Linked DNA regions of Xenopus tropicalis: region 2 is linked to region 1. The links are chromatin contacts, called in public Hi-C maps. All regions are on one chromosome and are shown on one strand. Each heading gives the region's core, a stretch centred on a gene start, on an enhancer-like site or on the middle of the called end of the contact. The rest is flanking DNA. Distances are from core to core; before and after follow the strand shown. Region 1 overlaps erbb2 (receptor tyrosine-protein kinase erbB-2). Region 2 has its middle 7.6 kb from the start of erbb2.

Region 1 (4,817 bases), core at 1,335-3,834:
AGTGGGACAGAGAAAAAATTATCTTTAATATTTGGAAACCAAGCTACCACCTTTATGATCTACAAAGGGGCTGTCATGTGGTGCCTCAAATGGCTATTGGCAAATCTGCTCTCATCATGTGATAGGCTTTATCAAGGATAAGTAAACCTTGCACTTTTGTGATTCACATTCATTATTTATTTCTTTTTTTACTTCCAAGATTAAAGTACAGGTATGGGGTCCCTTATCCGGAAACTCATTATCCAGAAAGTTCCAAATTACAGGAAGGCGATCTCTCATAGACTCCATTATAAGCAAATAATTCTAATTTTTAAAAATGATTTCCTTTTGCTTTGTAATAATAAAACAGTACCTGTACTTGATCCCAACTAAGATATAATTACCCCTTATTGGGGGCAGAACAGCCCTATTGGGTTTATTTAATGGTTAAATGATTCCCTTTTCTCTGTAATAATAAAACAGTACCTGTACTTGATCCCAACTAAGATATAATTACCCCTTATTGGGGGCAGAACAGCCCTATTGGGTTTATTTCATGGTTAAATGATTCTCTTTTCTCTGTAATAATAAAACAGTACCTGTACTTGATCCCAACTAAGATATAATTACCCCTTATTGGGGGCAGAACAGCCCTATTGGGTTTATTTAATGGTTAAATGATTCCCTTTTCTCTGTAATAATAAAACAGTACCTTGTCCTTGATCCCAACTAAGATATAATTAATCCTTATTGGAAGCAAAACAATCCTATTGGGTTTATCTAATGTTTAAATAATCTTTTAGTACACTTAAGGTATTGAGATCCAAATTATGGAAAGATCCCTTATCTGGAAAACCCCAAGTCCCAAGCATTCCGGATAATGAGTCCCATACCTGTACTGTCAATATGAATTAATTTTTTTCACAACAGCTCCACCTGCTGGTCGGTTTCTGACCATGAAGTAGTTAAAGACGTTGTCAGCAGAAAGAAAGATGTTCTTCTTGTTAGGAAAGATGTAAGGAAAGTAATCGGAGGTTTCCAATGTCTTTCCTGACCAGAGGAACAGCAGCCCAGACCTCTCTTTCTCCTGACAACTTACTCTACTACTTCATATGTATCTTTATTTAGCTTATTTATCCTTTAAAACCTTTGTTGCTACAATTTTTGATGGCTCTTACCTTTCCACCATCAGCGTGGTACTCAGTCTCATCCACATCCAATAGTCGGGCCAGGCCAAAGTCTGTGATTTTCACATGTGACGGGCTCTTCACCAGTACATTGCGTGCAGCTAGGTCTCTGTGCACCAAGCGCACATCCTCCAGGTAGGTCATCCCCTGCGACAAACATGTATATTACCCACAGCTGTGTAACGTGACATTTAGGGGCAGATTTATTAAAATGTGAATTTAGAGCCCAATACATAAAAATTCACCCACATTCTATTTATTTCTGTGGGGTTTTTAGCAGTGTATTTATCGAATGATGAACATAAACTTTCACCCACTGATAAATACACTTCTAAAAATCCAATAGCAATGAATAGAAACTGAGTTTTTACGTATTAAACTCTAAACTTTTTTGATAGACTAACTTATACCGATTCTGTTATTTTTTTACCCAATGTAACACTCAAACTCACTACTATGATTTTGTCAGTCTGTTCCTTTACTTACAGTTCAGATTCTGTACCCCCCGACACCCAGATCCCTCTTACTAATTATGTCAGTGGGGCTCATTTATAAACACTGGGCAATTTTGCATCTGGGCAGTAACCCACGGCAACCAATTAAGTGTTTGCATTAACTATTTAACCTGCAGCTGGCTAAAAAAAGCCAATCACTGATTGGTCATTACTGCCCACGTGCAAATCTGCCTGTGTTTATAAATGAGCCCCAGTGTGTTCTTTACTCCCTGTAACCCAGACACGCACACTCAGCGCTATTGATTCTATCAACAGTGGTGCATGACCAATGTTGCGCGCAAAAATCCAAAGTCTCCATGAATTCCTGCACATCCTGCCCCCAACTAGCCCCCCTTCCCTGCTCCCTCCCTGCAGAGTTAATTGGATAGACTGGGAAGTAATTTGTGCTACTCTGCTATAGGTCAGCTTTCACGACAGGGACAATTTTGCATCTAAAGGTGGCCATGCACCTTCATCGCCAAGCGAGCGGATCTTTTCCCGATATCCCCACCTACGGGTGAGCGATATCAGGAGAATCCAAGTTAATTTGATCATTTGGCCCTGGGGCCAAACGGTCGAATTATAACAACGGGTATAGACAAAGTGCCCGATCCGACTAGATTTTCTAACCTGCCCGATCAAGATCTGGCTGATTTCAGGCCAGATATCGGTCAGGCAGGCCCGTCGGTAGTGCCCCTACACGGGCCGATTAGCTGCCGAATCGGTGTAAGGGACCAATATCTGCAGCTAGAATCGGCCCATGTATGGGCACCTCAATAGACTCTGCAGGGAAGGGGATCAATGGAGGGCAGTCTGTGGGGGCTTTTGCCTATGAGGGGTTTAGCTCTTCTTACCTTTGCTATCTGCACACACCAGTTGAGGAGATCTCTGGAAGCAATGCGGTCTTTGTTCTCCCTCACATAGTCCAGTAAGCAGCCGTACGGCATGAGTTGGGTGACAAGCTGTACGGTGGATGTAAGGCAGATCCCTAGCAGCCGACAAACGTAAGGGCTGCCCACCCCTGCCATCACATAGGCTTCCTGCACAAAACCAGAGTTACTGATATTCTTACACATTTATTACTAATTTAAACATTACTAAAAAATAGGAATTTCACATAAAACTGCGTGTATACAACTAAATAATATTAAATACACAGGTGGAAAGAAAGAAAAAGATGGCTGATCTATGGTAGAAAATCCCCTGCCATAGACAAGACTGAGAATTGCCTCTGCAAAAATGCATGTAGTGACAATTATCAGTAAATGATCAGCATTGTGTTTAAGTAGCTGTGACAAATAGCTGCTACTAGTAGCTCCGTGTGTCTTTACCCATATGAATATAGTGTTGCCTGCTTGCCTTGGCCGTGCTGTATTCTTAAGGGTGGAGACACACGGAGCTACTAGTTGCAGCTACTTGTTGTGGCTACTAAAATAGACAATGCTGATCATTTACTGATAACTGTCTCTATGTGTGTTTAGCAGAGGCAATTCTCAGTATTGTCTATGGCAGGGGATTTTGTGGTGTCTAGTAGCCGTAACAAGTAGCTGCTACTAAGTAGCTCCGTGTATCTTCTTCCAGCGATGCTGGTCTCCGTGCTCCAGAACAGACAGTAGTGTAAACTTGCATAGCAGTTTGCAGATACTGATGTGTTAAACTGATACTTACATCAAGGATCTCTTTGTTGGCTTTAGGTGACGTGTTCTCCCTCAAAACTTTGATGGCAACTGGGATTTTGATGTTTTCACCATCTGGAATCCAAATACCCTAAAAATGGGAAAGACAGCCACGGGATAGGGTTTACCAAATGGAAACATATTGTTTAACCACCCTAGTGCTCAACTCTTTTCTAAGCATAGCTAAATGAGGTTTAGACTGGGTTTAGACATCTCAGAGTCTTCAGAAGATCAACTGGGATTCAAAATAGGCCTTGGAATTTCAAGTACACAGAGGCCCTAACAGCCCCCCAGCAGCCCAATAAATAGTGACTATGTCTCAGAATGCTATGGGGCCTTAAAAACAGCAGGGGGCAGCACTAGTGCACTAGTGTAATTATTTCAGTGTCAGCTAGTTCTGCCTCAGGTCCAGTTTCATTGGAACAGTCTAGTTTTGATAAATGCTGCCCCATTCTGTAAGCTATGTCCAGGTTGATGTGTTGATTCCGCAGTGTTGGTTACACAATGGGGTCTGTGGTGCACTTTTGGGGTACTGGGATATTGTGGGGTGCCCAGGGTAGTATATATTCAGCTTGAATGATACCTTTGACAAATACAATTTTTCATTTTACTTTACACTGCTTTAAGCATTTCTGTGTTAGCGACCATAGCAACCAGATTGTACTTTATATTTATGGGTTGGTATCCCATAAATCAGTGCTGTCCAATTGGGCCAATTAATTCTTATACAACACGTTTCAGGGCCAAATTGTATTAAAATGACGATGTCATACAATGAAGACTATGGAACCCTAGAGCAAACTGGGGGCCAATTAGAGGGTCACATCCAGCCTGTGAGCCTCTAGTTGGACAGTCCTGCTATAAATGATGGCTAACTGTAAATCTTCATAATATCATCACATCCCCAAATACATATTTAGCTGCCGTTTCACTTATATAAATAGTAACGTATAAGGGTCTAGTTCAGAGATCCCCAACCTTTTATACCCGTGAGCCACATTCAAATGGAAAAAGTGTTGGGGAGCAACACAAGCATGGAAAAAGTTCCTGGGTGTGCAAATAAGAGCTATAATTGGCTATTTGGTAGCCCCTATGTGGCCGGGCAGCCTACAGAAGGCTCTGTTTGGCTTTACACTGGGTTTTATACAACCAAAACTTGCCCCCAAGCCAGAAATTAAAAAATGAGCAGCTACTTTGAGGCCCCTGGGAGCAACATCCAAGGGGTTGGAGAGCAACAATGTTCATTCCTTCTTGGTCAGTCTATTGTTCACTGAAGTAGTAGCCTCTAATTGCTTGATCTGACATACTGTATGTTGCACTGAGAAACAGTTAAATATGTAGAATTACAAAACAGTATCCATTTCCATACAAAACAGTATCCATTTCCATGATGTCTCACCTTGTACACAGTACCAAATGCCCCAGATCCTAGGATCATCATTTTCTTAAGTTCTGTCTCCTTAAGGATCCTCATCTGGGCT
Region 2 (5,287 bases), core at 17-2,516, 73 kb after region 1:
GAAGAACAGTTTTGCAGCTGGATTTCAGCATATAAAAATGGTATTTATTCCTACTGTTTGAAGGAACAGATTACAGGGATAGGGATATTAGGGGTTTCTGTGCTGTGTGGGGCTCTTCAACAAATTTTGGTTCAGAAGTCGGAGTTCCCCTTTAATCCTAGATTGCCTCAGAAGATCACTTTCTATATCACAGCAAACTGTGATTTTAAAGTGTATTTCCCCTTTAAAACCCCACATTGTTGCTGTACTCGCCTTACGGTAGGATTACAGTGATTATATTTATGTCGGAGCATAAAGCTCCATAAAAAAAAGTGAGGATGACAATAAGGAAGAGGGTGTGTTGAGCCAAGTTGGTGCATAGAAATTACTCGAGCAAAACAAAGCCACAAAACTGCTATTACCGGAATATAAACCTCGTTTCAAGTGCTATTTATCCCGTGTTTACTTTCCCTTAAATAAGCAGCAAATGATTGTGACATGTCTTATTGTGCACACAACATCCTTTCTCTGCGTGTTTGCATTGATTAATATGGGCATGACAGTTCTCTATAAACAGTGGTCCATAACCAGACAATAGCAGCCATAACCTTACTGGATAGTTCTGCAGTTACTCCTGCTCTCCTGGCGATCGTTTAAAGGGTAAGTAAAACCCCAAATAACATTTAGCATAATACACATTCATTCAGCTGTTTGTCAATGGAATGAATCAGCTGACTTCTGCTGTTTTGTTGCAAAAGTCAGAACCGCCAGCAGGGCCGGACTGGGGGGTGAAGGGGCTCTGCAGGTGCCCCCGCTGGCCGCGTCCCCTAACCTTCCCCCCCGCAGGGGCCCCCTAACCCCCCTCGCAGGGCCCCCCACCCGACATCCTCCCCCCAACGCATAAATTTAACGCGTCAGGGAAGGAACGGTCGGGCAGGGGGAGCACCGGCAAGGGTCGGGTCTGGGCCACCGGGATTTTTCCCGTTGTCTCAGCGGCCCAGTCCAACCCTGACCACCGGTGCAGACCAAGTGATTTTATACAGATTATAGAACTCCAAGGTCACATGACTCACTGAAACTTATTTATACTTATTATACTAATAGAACATGAGGATATTAGAAGTTACCCCAAAGTTCCATGACCTGTATAAAAGCACTGGGGCTTTAGGCCTTTATATGGTCATGGAACTTCTGGGTGACTTGTGATATCCTTATATTTTACAATGGGGGGTACGTTATTCACTATTTATTCTTACCACATTTATATTCAGAGGGTGCTCCAAGGGAATGCACTCTACCCTGAGCCCTATCACACTGGTCGCTACTCTGGCAGGTATCACCTGGGTAATACTAACCCCACAATTTCTCCTTGGTGGAGCACAGGGCTGCTTTTATTCACCTTACACTGTTATGTGTATTATGGCAGGATGCCAGCCTGTTACTTTCTAATTTAATTCCATAAGGAATGGTTACCTTAAGCCATACACCTTTAAGGTCCTTTAGACCGATTGGGCAGCTTTTCTGTATGGGCACCCCTGATGGGCCTACCTGACCCATATCTGGCCTAAAATTGGCGAGATTGGGAAGGTTTGAGTTTCCTGTCAGATCAGGGACTGCATAGGTTCATTGATGTGGTCCATTGGCTCATATACCTGCTGTTTATTAGCCCCATATTGCCCCCCCATAGGTGGGCATATCAGGAGGAGATCCGCTCTTTTGGCAACCTTGCCAAACGAGGGGATCACAAGGTGTGTGGCCACCTTTAGAGTCCAACAATGGTCTACCTCCACCTCCACCAGATCCACCCTACTACGGTGGAATCCAGAAAGAGTCCAAGCATGTTGCCTCCCCTTTTATACTGAGGACTACCTCCACCTCTGGCAGACCCACCCCGATATGGTGGAGTCCAGAAAGTGCCTGATCATGTTGCCTCCCCTTTTATAGAAGAGAGAACCAGGGACTGGCAAGCTACCTTGGGGCAAATGGGGAATACTTCCCTCTCACAGAGCATAGGTCACTGACCAGGGACTTCCTGAACATTAGGAGAAAGTTAACCCTATGGGCAGGGCTGGAACTAGAGGTAGGCAGAAGAGGGACCTGCCTAGGGTGCAACAATAAGGGGGCACCAGGTAGGTTCCTTTCCTGCCTACCCTTAGTCTTCGTTCCCTTGTCATTGCCCCCGTCACTTGTCATTGCCCCCGTCGCTTGTCATTGCCCCTGCCGCTTGTCATTGCCCCCGTCGCTTGTCATTGCCCCTGCCGCTTGTCATTGCCCCCGTCGCTTGTCCTTGTGAGGTTGCAGGGGCAAGGTGGACGACTGGATTGCCTAGGGTGCCTGGTCGGCTTAGCCCACCCCTGCGTATGGGTTCCCTTACACCCCCACCTGTGTTATTAATAAAGAAGAAATATAAAAATATAGAAAAGCCGATATTTTTTCCAGTAAAAAGGTGGCAACCCTTCCTACAGATATTTTGGAGTTTACATCCCTTTTAACCTCCGTTGTGGCTAATGGGGTTGTTGCCTTTTCTGAAAAAAAAACCCCTCTTCTTATATTTTTCTTTCTAATAACTGGAATGATCGTTTCCTACTATTTTGGACCAAGTATGGTCAATGGCCCATGGGGAGATTAGTCGCCTATAGTAGACGATATTAACCGCAGGCGACTAATCTTTACGTGGGACATCACCCTAAGCAATGAGTGTATATAACCAATGCAGATAATATGGGGTAATAGTATTTACATTCAGACCCTGTCTCCGAGAGCTAATTTGCCCCCAGCTGCCTCCTCATGGGCATAAACATGTTTACCGGCAATCAGTGAACAATAACATTGGCTGCATTGCATATCTCTTTGCGTAGGATGGATATGTACAAAAAAAAAGCTATTTTTGTAAAAGTCAGGTGATGTAGGAGATATACACAATGGCACCTATATATAAGTATTAAGCTGCCACGTTTAACTTTTTAAAACAAAATAATATGGAAACAGGTATTTCTGGCCGGACTTCTTGATGGACGGGTCATTGTTAACCAGTTGTCTACCAGTGAAAGATAGGGGTGACTATCGGATGAATTAGCAGAGATGTCACCCCACCCTGTCTTATAAGGGGATAGTGATCCACTCCTTATTTACCAGGTCCAGACTAATATTCAGGATAGACCCTGGCATTTCAAGTACACAGAGGCCCAAACAGCCCCCCACCAAGCCACTAAAAAGTGAGTGTCTATGGCACCTTACAGCCCCCCTGGCATTCCCAGTACCCAGAGGCACAAACAGCCCCCCAGCCCAATAAATAGTGACTGCCTATGGCACCTTACAGCCCCCCTGGCATTCCCAGTACCCAGAGGCCCAAACAGCCCCCCCAGCCCAATAAATAGTGACTGCCTATGGCACCTTACAGCCCCCCTGGCATTCCCAGTACCCAGAGGCACAAACAGCCCCTCCAGCCCAATAAATAGTGACTGTCTGTGGCACCTTACAGCCCCCCTGGCATTCCCAGTACCCAGAGGCACAAACAGCCCCCCCCAGCCCAATAAATAGTGACTGTCTGTGGCACCTTACAGCCCCCCTGGCATTCCCAGTACCCAGAGGCACAAACAGCCCCCCCCAGCCCAATAAATAGTGACTGTCTGTGGCACCTTACAGCCCCCCTGGCATTCCCAGTACCCAGAGGCACAAACAGCCCCCCCCCCAGCCCAATAAATAGTGACTGCCTATGGCACCTTACAGCCCCCCTGGCATTCCCAGTACCCAGAGGCACAAACAGCCCCCCCCCAGCCCAATAAATAGTGACTGTCTGTGGCACCTTACAGCCCCCCTGGCATTCCCAGTACCCAGAGGCACAAACAGCCCCCCCCAGCCCAATAAATAGTGACTGCCTATGGCACCTTACAGCCCCCCTGGCATTCCCAGTACCCAGAGGCACAAACAGCCCCCCCAGCCCAATAAATAGTGAGTGTCTATGGCACCTTACAGCCCCCTGGCATTCCCAGTACCCAGAGGCACAAACAGCCCCCCAGCCCAATAAATAGTGACTGCCTATGGCACCTTACAGCCCCCCTGGCATTCCCAGTACCCAGAGGCACAAACAGCCCCCCCAGCCCAATAAATAGTGACTGCCTATGGCACCTTACAGCCCCCCTGGCATTCCCAGTACCCAGAGGCACAAACAGCCCCCCAGCCCAATAAATAGTGACTGCCTATGGCACCTTACAGCCCCCCTGGCATTCCCAGTACCCAGAGGCACAAACAGCCCCCCAGCCCAATAAATAGTGACTGTCTGTGGCACCTTACAGCCCCCCCTGGCATTCCCAGTACCCAGAGGCCCAAACAGCCCCCCCAGCCCAATAAATAGTGACTGTCTGTGGCACCTTACAGCCCCCTGGCATTCCCAGTACCCAGAGGCACAAACAGCCCCCCAGCCCAATAAATAGTGACTGCCTATGGCACCTTACAGCAGCCCCTCTGGCATTTGCCGGAACCCACAGATGCCCCTATTGTGCAGTAAAGCACTCTGCCAATGAGTACTTTGAATACTCAGTATTCATAGGTCAAACAAATGAATTAGATACTGTAGATATCCAGCAGCCAATCAAAACTGAGCTTTCTAGGACTTCATTTTATCATGTGATGCAAAATCACTCCCAGACCTCCTTAACTTACTGACTCTCTTTAGGGGGCCAAATTAACTATGTATAAGTAGCAATTAATTTATTAATAAATGAATATATTGGTAGAAGATAGTGGATGATACTGCCCAGTGAGTCTTACTTGCATGCATGTTTTTATTTACTTGTATAAGTGAGAGCTGCTATAATTCCTCGAAAGGAAAAATGAATTAAATCAAGTGATCAAAATGCAGGGGAAACAGTGACCTCTAGTGGTCGTGTATCCAACTGCTTGTAAGATTTGTATATAGGCTTTGCTCTGTACAGTATGAAAAGAAATACAAACTGTATTGTTTTCAGAATTATACCTAAGCTGATCAATATAATTTCCCTTTTAAAGTGACACTGGCATGTTATAGGTGTTGGACTGAGCCTTCTAGAACCCACCAGAAAACCTGATAACCAAGGCAACTCTCACAATAGACAGTGGTAAATGTGATGGTGCTATATAGGCCCATAAGGAAATAAGGATAAATGGAAATGATCCTACATTAAGGCCCATTGGGATCCTCTAATATGCTGGCAGGACAGTCTGGAGTCTGTGGGCTCAGCTGAGAAGTCCCTTTAGAACCCCCTCCTTACTGCACCCTAACACATAAGTCCCCAATAACCATGAGTCAGGGTTGGACTGGGACCCTGTG

Evidence for each region. A called contact is a pair of places that touch in the nucleus more often than the background predicts.
Region 2: a Hi-C map of brain shows a contact between it and region 1, with 6 times the contacts expected there. The contact joins two enhancer-like sites. A contact is called at or near these places in 4 of 5 Hi-C or Micro-C datasets (brain, gastrula embryo, neurula embryo and 1 more).

What each region holds. Positions count from the first base shown.
Region 1 is chr10:9,812,012-9,816,828 of UCB_Xtro_10.0, forward strand. erbb2 (receptor tyrosine-protein kinase erbB-2) reads right to left here. Exons shown (of 27, transcript XM_002940374.5): 18 at 4,736-4,817; 19 at 3,329-3,427; 20 at 2,515-2,700; 21 at 1,158-1,313. Among named protein-coding and RNA genes, the nearest start is that of mien1, 31 kb to the left of the region's middle. Within about 2 kb of position 2,585, at least 1 of the 11 cell types and tissues checked has an H3K27ac peak or open chromatin away from gene starts, as enhancers often do.
Region 2 is chr10:9,886,410-9,891,696 of UCB_Xtro_10.0, forward strand. No RefSeq gene overlaps it. Among named protein-coding and RNA genes, the nearest start is that of erbb2, 7.6 kb to the left of the region's middle. Within about 2 kb of position 1,267, at least 1 of the 11 cell types and tissues checked has an H3K27ac peak or open chromatin away from gene starts, as enhancers often do.